Regions from separate parts of the Pan troglodytes genome. Here region 1 is linked to region 2. Evidence: chromatin contacts called from public Hi-C data. All regions are on one chromosome and are shown on one strand. Each heading gives the region's core, a stretch centred on a gene start, on an enhancer-like site or on the middle of the called end of the contact. The rest is flanking DNA. Distances are from core to core; before and after follow the strand shown. Region 1 holds the start of POLR3B (RNA polymerase III subunit B). Region 2 holds the start of CKAP4 (cytoskeleton associated protein 4).

Region 1 (3,732 bases), core at 47-2,546, 110 kb before region 2:
CCCGCCTTGGCCTCCCAAACTACTGGTATTATAGGCCACCACGCCTAGCCAAGGAGGTTCTTATAATCCGATAGACTTACTGATCATGTCACTTTCCTGCTTAAACCCTTCAAAAGCTCTGCTCCAAGACAAAGTCCAATCTCTGTCAGATGTTTACTGAAACTTTTCATAATCAAGACCCTTACTTAACCCTGTCTTTTATCTCTTCTCCTCTATTTTTCTTCACTCTTAATACTACTGGATTTACTTTCCTTCCTCAAAAACATCCAATGGTCTTGCCGAGGAGGTTTCAAGTATCCTGTTCTCTCTCCCTGAAATCTCTCCTTTGCTATCTTCTCCGGCCACGTCTCCACTTCCCTATTCCACGTCAGTGTAGATTTTGAGGCTCAGAGAGGTTACAATATGTGCCTTATCAGATAACAAAATATGTCGACAGCCGCACTTCATTGGGCAGCTCGCTGTGGGGCAGCTGTCCTTAACTTCCGAGAAGCTGATGAAAGCTGTGGAGTCTCTCCCCCAGAAAACACACAGGCAAATTCTTTAGTAAATATTCAGGGCGTTTAAAATTCCCCTGCAACCCGAAGTGGAACTTCAGGTTAAAAGGAAAGATGACTAGCTTGGAATTCAGACGATCTGGTTTTACCCTCACAGCCGGCTGTGGTGCCTCATGCAAATGGCCTGAGCTCCCTGGCCCCCAGTGTCCTCTGTAAGACTGCAAACATGCAATACGTCCCCCACAGTAAGTGCGAGGGTCAGTCCTCCCCACGCACACCTATGCTGGAAGAGCTCCAACCCGAGAGCCAGCAGCGGGGCTTCTCGGCCCCCGCAGCGGCTGACAGCTCCTCTGGTATCAGCCTTCACTCGCGCACGCGGAGGCCGGCTCTGGAAAAAAGACTCGCACGCGCGACGCTCTGGGCATGCGCAGAAGCCCGGCGCATGCGCACAAACAGCCAGCCCGCCCCCTTGGCGGCCCGAGCACTCCGGGCAACGCCCCCTCAGGGCGCATCCTTGTTCCTGACGCTCCCTGCGTGCCTGGCACTGACCTCTACAGTCGGGATCGGCGCCGCCAGCTGCTCCGGAGTCAGGTTCCCAAACTCTTCCGCTAGCACGTCCATGCTGCTCACGAAGGAGGAAGAAACAGATAGAACCTCCGCGCCCGCCTTCCCTGCACCAAGCAAACTGCAAGACTCCCGGAGAACGGTGCGCGGAGGCCTAAACTGTCCCCGCCGTGCGTGTTAGCTAGAGACGCGGTAGAAAGGTTCCGCCTGCACCCTGCCCGAATCTGCGGTGGAACCCGGATGTGGCCGAGGCCTAGTAAGGAAAGTACGCCCTCTGGTGTAGCTCGGAGGTCTGGCGCAGGGAATCCTAAGCCCCAGCTGTCAGGTTTCTTGCCAATTCTCTGGTAATTGAGACCAGCAAAACATAGTGGTTGTCATTTTAAAAGTAATCCGAAGAAAAGTGTAAACGCATAATTTACGCAACTTGAACCACTGAGGCACAGAATTATTTAATGTAGTCCAAAATTCTATGCATTGTTTAGTATGGAAGAGCAGGAAACGTCCCAAATGCCTACTAATAGAAGATTGATTAAATAAATGATGGTACATGCGTGTAATGGAAGAGTGTTGAAAATTCTCAAAAGCACTCGATGGAAGATGTAGGAGTAAATACCCAGCGCATGGAGAAATTTAGTATGAAAAGATGACATTTACGTTAGTAGGGGAAGGATGGCCTGTCCAGTAAATAATATTTGAAAAGCTGATTACCCATTTGGGGAAAAAATACATGTAAGTGAATCTTTTGTGGGTTAAATATTGAAATGTTAACAAAAACTTAGAAGAAAATGTAAGTGCAGATATTCATAACATTGAGATGATGAAGACTTTCAAGACGGCAACAGTCAAATCATAAAGGATTTTATAATCTAAACACGATTTTATGATTCCACGGAAAATTTTTAATTTTCTGAACAGATTTTTTAAAATCACCAACAAATAGAATTAATAAAAAATAAATTGGCAGAAGACAAAGGGCTGGTCTCTCTAATTTAAAATGAGCTCATGCAAATCAACAGAAAGAGAAATCCTATTAGAAAAAACAAGGCAAAAATGCACCAATTAATGGGTACGGAGTTTCGGTTTGGGAAGATGCAAAAGTTCTGTAAATGGAGAATGGTGATGGTTGCACAACAGTGTGAATGTATTTAATGCTGCTGACCTGTACATCATTTTAAAGGGTTAAAATGCTAATTTTTATGTATATTTTACAACGATAAGAAAAGTTATGAAAATTTGTAAGTACATATATGCTTTCCAATTTCTCCCTCATAAAGGTAGAACCCTTGCACCAGGTTAATTATTCTTATTTACTAAAGAGCTACTTAAATTTCAGTACTTGTATTTTCTAAGTGTTGCACTGATATCTGAAATATGAGAAGAATGGAAAAAACACCAAAAGTAGAATCAACCCTGCCTTTGAAGTTCTTACAATTTACTTATTATAGAGACAAGATACAACTTGTGTCTCATCATTGTGCATTACCAGATTACAACCAATTTAGCATCTAGCCTAGAAGGGACTGTGAAAGTGATTTATAGATGGCAGAGGATCTCAAGGTTGGCTCAAGTGTGTTGGTTGTCTGTGCCAAAGTCTTCTTTGCTTTCCATTATCAAGGTGATTCTCCGACTTTAGGGTGTATCAGAATCACCTGGAGAGCTTGTTAAACTAATCTCAGCTTTCTGATTGGTAAATTGGGGCTGAAATTTTGCTTTTTTCGGGGGGCGGGGATGGAGTCTTACTCTCTCGTCCAGGATGGAGTGCAGTGGCGCAATCTTAGCTCACTGTACCCTCCCAGGTTCAAGCGATTCTCCTGCCTCAGCCTTCCGAGTAGCTGGGATTACAGGCGCGTGCCACCATACTCGGGTAATTTTTGTATTTTTAGTAGAGACGGGGTTTCGCCATATTGGCCAGGTTGGGCTCAAACTCCTGACCTCAGGTGATCCGCCTGCCTCGGCTTCCCAAAGTGCTGGGATTTCAAGCGTGAGCCACCGCGCTGGCTGCAAATTTGCTTTTTTTTTTTTTTTTTTTTTTTTTGAGACAGAGTCTCACTCTGTCACCCAGGCTGGAGTGCAGTGGCTCGGTCTCCGCTCACTGCAACCTCAGCCTCCTGGGTTCAAGTGATTCCCCTGCCTCAGCCGCCTTAGTAGCTGGGACTACAGGCATGCGCCACCACACCCGTCTAAATTTTTATATTTAGTAGAGACGGGGTTTCACCATGTTGGCCAGGCTGGTCGCGAACTCCTTACCTCAGGTGATCCGCCTGCCTCGGCCTTCCAAAGTGCTGGGATTACAGGCGTGAGCCACCACTCCCGGCCTGCAAATTTGCATTTCTAGTAAGTTCCCTGCTGTTGCTTTCCAGTGATTATGCTTTGGAAATCACTAACCTAAGACTTATCACTCAATGCCATATCCTCTTTTTATGTGTCTCATTATCCAGACTGAGCTCTTGGTACGGGAACTATCTTGTTTGTCTTTGTGTTTCCAACTTCTAACCCATCAGTTGTTCCTGAATATATTTGTGTTGAATGAGTGAGTTGAAAGAAAAAATGCAACGAATGGGTGAGGTTTGATATTATACTCACTTTTTAAGAATCCTGATTGTTTTTAGTTTCTCTTCAAAAGCAGGAGGCTCTGGTAGCCATGGTCCCAAAGTCCTATACGGCAACAATTGGC
Region 2 (3,780 bases), core at 332-2,831:
TATCTCCAAGCGTAGTGCAGGCTCCTTGAGGGCAGGCATACAAGTGTTCATTCATTCACTAGAGGCTTTTAGCAACACCTTATAAAGCGAGAAAGAAAGAGAAATATAAACTATGGTTTCTTCCAGTCCTCAGGGAGGGGAGACATACCTGGCACACAGTGGGCCCTCAACAAAGGTTTGCTATATTGAACTAACATATATGCCTCTCGTTGCAATTACTTGCTAAGTCCCATGAGAGGTATCAAATGGTGTTATAGAGAAAGCATCATCAAAGAGGTGGCATTTGAACCCTATAGGCTTTAAGGGCAGGGCATGGTTTTGTCTTTGTTTACAGAACTGGGAGGAGGTTACAGACAGAAGAAACAGCATTCCTACTACACACAGTGCCAGGTGCACACAGTGCCAGGCACACCTCACTCACCAGGAACTGGGGAAAGCAGTGGAATTGAGTGAGTTCTGTCCCTGCCCTGGCACCAATTAGACTGAGTGAGTGGGCAAGTTGCTTAACTTCCCTGGGCCCCCGTTTCCTTCCCATTCTGAAGTGATTAAGCTGCACAGACTTCAGAAAGAAGCAGACTGAGTGAGGTTCGAATGATGACTATATGTGACCTTGAGCCAATCCGAAGCCGGCTCGCTCAGTCTCAATTTCCTTCCTATAAAATGGGTAAAATAATTTCTACCTCACAGGGCTTTTGTGAGATTTCGAGAACATATGTGAGTCGCTAAGCACACAGCCTGGCAATACTAGATTTCCTTTTACAAAAGTAGGGGTGACAACCCTGATCTGCCTCTTTCTGTGTGGCTGCTGCTGCCTCCGCAGCACCCATCCCAGAGGCTGTCAGGAGTAGGGGCCGTGGACAAACTTCATGACCCCGAAAGAGAAAACAGAGCTGAAGGGGCTTCGGGGGGAAAAAGTAAAGAGCTGGCCACAGCAGGCTAACTTGGCTAACGGGGACACTTGGTGAATGCGTCCCCTTGAACAGACTTACCGCAGTCGAGAATCTTTGCTAACTCGCATCAACCATGCCTCCCAAGCTGGCTGGATTTTGGACAGCCTTTTGTGTCTCCGCCTTCAAACCCAAGGCAAAGGACAAGGCCCAACCCCATGGCGGGCTGGGAGAGTGAAAGCAGGGGGATTCCCCCAATTCCCAGCGGAAAGGAAGGGCGATCTCTTCCCACCCGCTGACTCCCACTCCCGGGGCCAGGGCTCCTTGGGCGCCCCCCTTCATTTCTCTCCTCTCCGCACAGGTCGGGAAGGGCGGGGGTCGCGCTTGGCCCGCGGCGCAGGTTCACTCCGGCTTTCGTCCCTCCTACCCCGCCTGGCCGCCCATCCCCGACCCCCGTCGACCCTGCTCGGCCGCCCCGGCTGGGGTCGATCTGGCCCTCCGCCCCCAGCCTGCGTGGAACCCGCCGGGCCGCCAGCCCCACCTCGGCCGCGTCCCCTCCCCTCCGCTCCGCTCTTCTCCCCTCCCCTCGCGGCCACCTCGGTGCCCACCGCGGCCTCCGCAGACCCCGCCGGGACCCCGCCCCGCGCCCAGCCACCCCCGCGCCGGCTTCCCGGCCCCCGTAGACCCCGCCCGGCCCTCCCTCTCCGGGGTCGTGGCGGCGGGGAGGAGGGGCCGCCGGGCCGGCGTGCGTGGCAAGCTCTCCCGGCTCGGCTCGCTCGGCCTCCCTTACCGGGAGGCGGGGTCGGCGCCGCGGCGGCGGAGGCAGGCCCCCTCCTCCCGCCTCCTCGGCCCGGCCTCCTTCCCCGGTCGCGCGTCCTCTCGCCGCTCCGACGCCAGCAGCGCCCGCGTGCCGCTCGCCCAGTCCCGGGGGAGCCCCTGCAAGTTTCCCGGGCCGCGCGCCGCGCTCGCTCGCCTCCCAGCCCGCGGCCCGAGCCGCCGCCGCGCCCGCCATGCCCTCGGCCAAACAAAGGGGCTCCAAGGGCGGCCACGGCGCCGCGAGCCCCTCGGAGAAGGGTGCCCACCCGTCGGGCGGCGCGGATGACGTGGCGAAGAAGCCGCCGCCGGCGCCGCAGCAGCCGCCGCCGCCCGCGCCGCACCCGCAGCAGCACCCGCAGCAGCACCCGCAGAACCAGGCGCACGGCAAGGGCGGCCACCGCGGCGGCGGCGGCGGCGGCGGCGGCAAGTCCTCCTCCTCCTCCTCCTCCTCCGCCTCCGCCGCCGCCGCCGCCGCCGCCGCCTCGTCCTCGGCGTCCTGCTCGCGCAGGCTCGGCAGGGCGCTCAACTTTCTCTTCTACCTCGCCCTGGTGGCGGCGGCCGCTTTCTCGGGCTGGTGCGTCCACCACGTCCTGGAGGAGGTCCAGCAGGTCCGGCGCAGCCACCAGGACTTCTCCCGGCAGAGGGAGGAGCTGGGCCAGGGCTTGCAGGGCGTGGAGCAGAAGGTGGGTACCCCCGGCCCCCCAACTGTCCCCATCGACTGCGGCCTCCGGACCCACGGCCGGGCTCCTTCGTGCTTCCCGACCGGCCCCTAGCGCTGCCTGCCCAGGCCCGGAGGCGGGAGCCGGCCGCTGCTCCTTGGCGGGCCCTGGCCTAGACATCCCACTCCATGCGGCCCCCTAGTTCCGAGGCAGTCCCCAGACCCCCTTTGTTAATGGCTGCGGAGGAATCGGCCCCGAGGGATGGGCCGCCGCGAGGATGGCCAGGCCCGCCTGGCAGGGTGGGCCAAGGGCCTGTCACAGGGCATTAGCGGTGACCTGTAAGGAAGCCGGCAGGCTCCGGGGAGCCCATTCTTTCTACATTAGGAACCGCTGAATGGGCAGAGCTGTCTGAAAAGGAGGTTGGAAGGGAAGCCAGCGCATCCCTGGAAGCCTCAGGCAAGGCCCCACCTCAGCTCTGCCTGTGGGAGACATCCGAGCGGGGTTTTTAATAGACCCGGAGCTGGCGTTCTTACTCATTTGCAGGTCCAAATGAAATACCATCTATCTTTAGGTCCCTTGTCCTTGTCCTGTATTGGACCAGCCTGCCCAGGTGGGCCTTTGACGTAGTCCTACTTCAGCTTTTTTGGGTTTTCTTTTGAGAGAGAGTCTGGCTCTGTCGCCCAGGCTGGAGTGCAGTGGTACGATCTCAGCTCACTGCAACCTCTGCCTCCCAGGTTCCAGCGATTCTCCTGCCTCAGCCTCCTGAGTAGCTGGGATTACAGACATGTGCCACCATACCCAGCTAATTTTTTATTAGTAGTAGAGACAAAGTTTCACCGTGTTGGCCAGGCTGGTCTCGAACTTCCGACCTCAAGTGATCCGCCTGCCTCGGCCTCCCAAAGTGCTGGGATTACAGGCGTGAGCCACTGCGCCCGGCCCTACTTCCGCTTTAGGGGAAGAGGAGGGCCAAAAATACTAGATCGTACTGGTGAATAATACTTCTAGCCACATTTATATGGTGTTTAGAATGCTTACTCACTCACATATTATCTAATTCTTATAACTACCCTGGGAGGGAGGACTAACAGTTTTGATTTCATTTCCCAGAGCAGAACATTGAGGTTTAGACAGAGGAATGAGTTGACAAAGTCCCCAGCTGGTGAGTGGCAGACACATGAGAATGTCTAGGCCACTGCCCTGTTCGTTAAGGGTCCACAGGGGTCCATTTCAGGTATGGATGGACCCAACTCTCAAGGCGAAGGTGCTTAGCTTCCACCCTTCTGTGGTTTTTCCATACCAAGTACAGCCCCTTTGATCTTATTCGCCCTCCACTATGTCATTGCTCAATGAAAGTTGGTTGCAAGACTGAAACAAAAAATCCCGCCACTTCTGATCCCGGAGCCACTGCCTCCTTTTCC

The links. A called contact is a pair of places that touch in the nucleus more often than the background predicts.
Region 1: a contact with region 2 is called in a Hi-C map of stem cell-derived neural progenitor cells, with 5 times the contacts expected there. The contact joins the promoter of POLR3B here to the promoter of CKAP4 in region 2. A contact is called at or near these places in 1 of 7 Hi-C or Micro-C datasets (stem cell-derived neural progenitor cells) and 1 of 1 datasets of contacts at active chromatin or transcription factors (stem cell-derived excitatory neurons).

Annotation. Positions count from the first base shown.
Region 1 is chr10:113,170,247-113,173,978 of NHGRI_mPanTro3-v2.0_pri, reverse strand. It overlaps POLR3B (RNA polymerase III subunit B), which reads right to left and starts at 1,296. Exons shown (of 28, transcript XM_001161567.8): 1 at 1,044-1,296. The coding sequence starts at 1,115.
Region 2 is chr10:113,061,384-113,065,163 of NHGRI_mPanTro3-v2.0_pri, reverse strand. It overlaps CKAP4 (cytoskeleton associated protein 4), which reads left to right and starts at 1,581. Exons shown (of 2, transcript XM_016924097.4): 1 at 1,581-2,386. The coding sequence starts at 1,898. It overlaps LOC129136550 (a long non-coding RNA gene), which reads right to left and starts at 1,428. Exons shown (of 2, transcript XR_008538355.2): 1 at 990-1,428; 2 at 1-78.